Linked DNA regions of Mus musculus: region 2 is linked to region 1. The links are chromatin contacts, called in public ChIA-PET maps. All regions are on one chromosome and are shown on one strand. Each heading gives the region's core, a stretch centred on a gene start, on an enhancer-like site or on the middle of the called end of the contact. The rest is flanking DNA. Distances are from core to core; before and after follow the strand shown. Region 1 holds the start of Dido1 (death inducer-obliterator 1). Region 2 holds the start of Arfgap1 (ADP-ribosylation factor GTPase activating protein 1).

Evidence for each region. ChIA-PET counts read pairs in DNA pulled down with a chosen protein or histone mark.
Region 2: a contact with region 1 is called in an RNA polymerase II ChIA-PET map of memory CD8 T cells, with 90 read pairs. The contact joins the promoter of Arfgap1 here to the promoter of Dido1 in region 1. A contact is called at or near these places in 4 of 39 promoter capture datasets (the 3T3-L1 cell line, cranial neural crest, liver and 1 more), 6 of 484 Hi-C or Micro-C datasets (the G1E-ER4 cell line, forebrain, natural killer cells and 3 more), 11 of 115 datasets of contacts at active chromatin or transcription factors (the SCID.adh cell line, astrocytes, effector CD8 T cells and 6 more) and 3 of 9 other capture datasets (adipose tissue, liver and pancreatic islet).

Annotation. Positions count from the first base shown.
Region 1 is chr2:180,700,814-180,703,513 of GRCm38.p6, reverse strand. It overlaps Dido1 (death inducer-obliterator 1), which reads left to right and starts at 1,412. Exons shown (of 16, transcript NM_175551.4): 1 at 1,412-1,553.
Region 2 is chr2:180,965,926-180,968,625 of GRCm38.p6, reverse strand. Arfgap1 (ADP-ribosylation factor GTPase activating protein 1) reads right to left here and starts at 1,401. Exons shown (of 14, transcript NM_145760.3): 1 at 1,297-1,401; 2 at 812-1,024.

The sequences.
Region 1 (2,700 bases), core at 163-2,662:
CTGCCAGTACCTTGTGCTCTCGGTATTGTGATGGTTGGTGTTGGGTCTCAGCTGTGTATGGATGTAGCACTGCCAGATAAAGATCTGCTGCAAATTGGACCCTGCTGTTTTTAAAGTGAAATCGAAGACTGGTGCTTTACTCTATTGCCCTCCGTGCAAAGCAGCTGGTGATTTGTTATCGGATTCTTCAGTGCTGTGCAAGTAAACGCATTTTATCTAAAGTTAGCTGTTACAGATTACTCCATGCCTAGCATGGCCCTAGGGTGGCTCTGGGTTCCATCTCCAGCACTGCACATAATAAAATGAACTGTAAGTTAAATGTTGGGTTTTAGTTTTTTATATTTAAAAATGTTTATTTAATGTGTATGAATGGTCTGCTTTTATGTATGTGTACATGCAGTGGGTGCCTGATGCCTGAGGAGGGCACTGGATCCCCAGAACTGGAGTTGTTTGGCCGCTTGTGGATGCTGGGAACTTATTTCAAGGGCAGAGTTGAGTAATCAGGGTAGGCTCCTCCTTGACTAGAATCTGAAAGGTGGTATTGAAGGATCTCACCAAGGGAAGCAGAAGCAGCCTTCTACTGTACTGAAGGAAGCCCCATGAGCTGTCATGTAATCTTGGGAAATGTTAGAAAGAAAACTACTCAAGACCTGGGCTTCTGAATGGAGCATTGGAGGCCTCTACAATGTGAGAGAGGCCTTACTAGACCGGAGCACATGTTTGTTACAGGAAGCCGAAGTTAGAGTCCAGAAGAATGGCTTCCTAGCGTTGTGTCTGTGTGCTTACATAAATAAGAAGCTGGTTGTATGGGGCAAAGCTGAGCGTCTATCCCGGCATTAACTGCCCTCAGAGCAATGTGGCTAGTGTTCACGTTGCGACCTCTTTCTGGTTTCCTTAAGTAATATGGGGGACAGTGAAGGAATATCACTGTAGTTAGCGCTAGGGGGGGAAATTCTTAAATGCCTTCGTGAGGGGACTGGGGGTGGGGCCCTTGTAGGCACGAATGCCTGGACTTTGGCTCCTGGTCCATTTTTAGGAAGAAATGGACGGGGCAAGGAGTAAAGGATAGTATGAGGGAGTGAGTCCCTGTAGGGCTGGCGCCCCTCCCCGCTCTGCACACGCCCTGCCATAGGCGAGAGCTGCAGGGCTTTGAGGTTTTCCTGGCTCCTTCCCACCGGAATCCGGTGCTGGTTTGTTCCGAAGCACCAGTCCCTGCAGACACAGAGTTTAAGCTTTTGGAATGCTGGGCCGGGTGCTGTTCAAGGATAGCTGGAGGAACCTTTTAGTGGCATTGGCTCCCAGCTTAGCCCCTTAGTTCGGGACGCGGGAATCTGTCAAGCGTGCCCGGCCAACCAGGCTGGCGCTCCGGGGAACCCGGGTGGCGCATGCGTGCAAGAAGGGCGGCACAGCCGCTCTAGCCTCGCCGTAGCTCGGTGGCCGGTCGATTTCTTCCGCTTGCCGCGCGGCCTACCACTCTAGGACGGTAGTCTCGCTGGTCTCTGCTCTATATCCGTGGTAGCTCTGGAAATGGCTGCGGGATCCCGGCGGCCGGGGTAAGTGACTCTGTACTGTGAAGGAGGGCGGAAGCCGTGTGGACCCGAACGGCACTTGGACTCCGGACAAGGTGGAGCGGCGCCATGCCGGCAGCCTAGTTCCAGCGAGCGGCGCCGATGGCGCCGAGAAAATGGCGTCGCGGCCCGCGGGGCCCTTTCCGGCCCCGGGCTGAGGGATCGCGGTGGAGCGCGCGAGGCCGGCCGGCCGGGCGGGCGGTCTGCGTCTGGTTTCTGCCGAAATCACCGGTTGTCTTGTGTAGTCCAAGATGGTCTGGGTCTGGGAGGCTGTGGAGCCCTTGATTCTGAGTCGGAGTTAGGGGCCCAGCCTCCCGAGGCCGCAGGTTCTCGACACTTGCGGTAGGGCATTCGTGGTAGGACGTGACTGGGCCTGGGCGCGAATTTGCGGGTGTACGAGCAGATATCTCATGGGGGACTTCGGGGAAGATCCAGCCTCAGCCCTGTGTAGGGCCTGGGCGTTGTCTGGGCGCTCATTGCCTCTTGCCAGTGTTGGTGGCCAGGTGTGTGTTAATGTAGATTGATCTCAACAGTGACTCTTGAGTAAGAGGCCCTGGGTTTGATTGGGAATGTTGTGTATATTTGATTTTCCACAAAAGGATGCTCCTTGTTACACTTGTCAGGCAAACTCAGTTGTGTAAGGATGACAAACAGCACACAAAAAAGATTGTGTAATTGATGACCCCTGCCAGCACTCATGACCAGCACTTTCCTCCTGCCAATCAGTGCATGTGTAGCATCATAATAGCTTGTTGAGAACGTGTGCTAGGGGACCTGAGGAGAGCTCAGGTAGGTCTTGAAGGCGAGGTGGGATGTCTTCCTGCCTTCTGTCGTTCGCAGAAGTTTTCTACTGTCAGAAAAGCTCTCTGTACCTCTTCTGGTAGGTATTGTCTTAATAGGCTAAAGAGTCTTAATTCAGTCAGTGCTGAGCACCTCAAGTAATGATTTCTCTTCAGCATATGAGTACTGTCTGTGCCAGGCTGTACACTTCTGTCAGCACAGCATGTTTTACCATGTTACACATCTGCCCTTCGATACTAGGTGACTTCGGTTTAACCCAGAAGAGCAAAGATTCATGTTGCACTTAGATCCTTACATAGTGATCCGTGTTGTAGAATCTGTTTCTTATGCT
Region 2 (2,700 bases), core at 152-2,651, 270 kb before region 1:
AATGTTGCTTAATAACATGAAAATAAGTATCTCTCAGTTTAACCAGCCTAAAGAAGGCCTCAAGAATCCTTTTTTTTTTTTTTTTAAGATTTCTTTCTTGGGTGGGCTCACAAGTGCATGCCTAGAAGCCTAGAAGGTGGGAGCTGAGTATCTCCTTCCTCCAAGTGAGTACCAGGATCAAACTCAGGTAGTCAGGCTTTGTGGCAAGCACCCCTACCTGGTATCCATATCACCCACCCTTAAGAATTCTTAATAGCTGAAATGAAAAAAAAAACAACAAAATACTCTTCCTTCAGGCAGACATACCTAGTAGATAATGAAGCAAATAAGGATTTCAAACTTTAGTGAGCTACATGTCACACTAGAGAACATTTGCTTCTTAAATGGGACGTGATGTACATCTGAGGTCAAAGGGGACATCTAGGGACATAGCTTGGCCCTAAGGCTACACAGTATGGGTGACCAAAAACCGTTCAGAGAACACAAAGAACCCATGTCTAAGTTATGCTTCTTCACTCTGAAGAACAGACGATATCAGATCATCACCTCGTCCAGAACTATAGTTAGGGCTTCAATGCTCTAAACATTGCACAGCTATGGAACAGTGTATATTACTTCTGACTTGTGGGTGCCTTAAGAGTGCAAATACAGTATATTCTATTGCCAGGTACAATTGAGAAAAAGTTTAGAAGCTTGATCCTGTGGGGGTCTGTTGTTGAGATGTTTTGTTTTTCCTCCTTCCGCAGAGGACTCACTTCAGAGACCAAGAAGGGAAAAATCAAACAAACTGAGGTTAGAAAACCTGGCTTACCGGCACCTCTGGACAGAATCTTCTTTCGAAGTGAAGGGCTGAGGCCCTTTCCCGACAAAGTGGGCAGTGCAGAACCAGTCTGCGTCCAAGACTGCTCGGGACCAGAGCGCTGAGGGGCCACGTAGGTCCCTGCAACCGCTAGGCTGAAGGGCGGTAAAGCTCACAGGCCGGGAGGCAGGGGAGGGGGGGTCTGGACGGCCGCACACTGGGATCCTGGAGTTTGGGGTCCGAGGAACAAAAACGTCACGGGTCGAAGGACTGGAGAACCCGGGGCCAGGAAGCTGGGAAATGGGAGGTACGCGGGAGGCACCGGGGAGTAAGTCAGGGCTGAAGACCGGGGGCGTCGGACAGTCACGGTATTGGGGGACCAGGGGCCTAGGGCTGCAGAATCGAGGATTACAGGGCCAGGAACTGGGTGATCTGAGAGCCGGAAGGGCAAGGAACTGAGGGTCCGCGGATGCCCGGTGTCCTGGCCGCAAACTCACCTGCTGCCCCCAGGAGGTCGGGTCCGGCCGAGGTGCCAAGCTGGACTAGGCGCTCAGATCCCCCCACCAGCCGCCAGCAGCTTCCGGCTACGTCGCGCTTTGCAAGGGCTCATGGGAGGCCTCCGAGGCGGTACTTCCGCCTCTGTGCGCGAGCCCGAGGCGAGGCTTCTTTTCCGGTCTGTCTAAACCTTCGGCTGAGCGCCAGGTTTGCAGGGTTGCCTCTGCGTGGGCAGTGCGGCAGGGCAGCGCAGATGGATCCGGGCTGCGCTATCTCCAGCGGGATTCTAGGGCGTCCACGGTCTCGACCAAGCCCGGGAACAAGGGACTTCCCGTGGCTTCTGTCAACTCGAACTCCGACCCGTGGTTTAAAATAGACTTGGGCAAGCAGTTCTGGTCAAATCAATGTATTTAGTAGCCGGCGGGTTTTAGTTTTGTGTTCACTTTGGGCCGCCCTGTGTCACTAATTCCTTCCTCATTGGCCTTTTGACGGTTTTGCTTGGGCTTTTTATTTTTATTTACTTGTTTGTTTATTTATTTTTTAAGAGACTGGGTTTCTCTGTGTAGCCCTGGCTGCCCTGGAGCTAGCTGGCTTCCAACTCTAAGATCCGCCTGCTTCTGCCCCCCCGAGTGGATCAAAAGATGTGAGCCATCGCCGCCCGGCTCGTTTGACTTTCAAATTGGCCAAAAGTCAATGTTTTATTGAGGTCAAATCAAACGTACCTGCATCGAAACTTACCGTGAGGCATTTTATCAAATTCAGATCCATACAGTTGGGACCTCAAGGGACAGTGGATCCCTTTCTCCATCCACTGTTGGAGTTTCTTTCACAGGTTTAGAGCTTTGTGTAAAGAGAGAAACAAAAAACGTAGCCTTAAGTCACTTAACCACAGCCTGATATTGTTATTTGAGATAGACTTTCACATCATAGCCTAATTTAGCCTGGAACTCGATTCAGCCTCCTGAGTTCTGGAATTATAGACACCCCACCTAGCTTCATAACATGGCATTTCTGTTTTTGTGAGAAAGGCTCTTATGTATACCAGGATGTTCCAGAACTCATACCTGCCCTCTGCAGGCTAACGTAGTGGCCAAATGCAGGGGACAGGAAGCTTACTAAGAACATAAGTGGCAAATTCCTTAATTGCAGCACTGGGGAGGCAGACAGGTCTCTGACTTCCAGGCCAGCCTGGTCTACAGAGTGAGTGCCAGGCCAACCTGGGCTATACAAAGAAATCCTACCTTTACAAACAAAAGAACAAAATCTAAGCCAGATATAATGGCTCAACCTTCCACCTCCTATAAACTTAAACACATACACATAACCATGTGAAGCCCAGGGCATAAGAAAATGGTGGCTGGAACCTCCGGTAAGGGTTCTGTGATTCTACTTTTATCATGAGGATG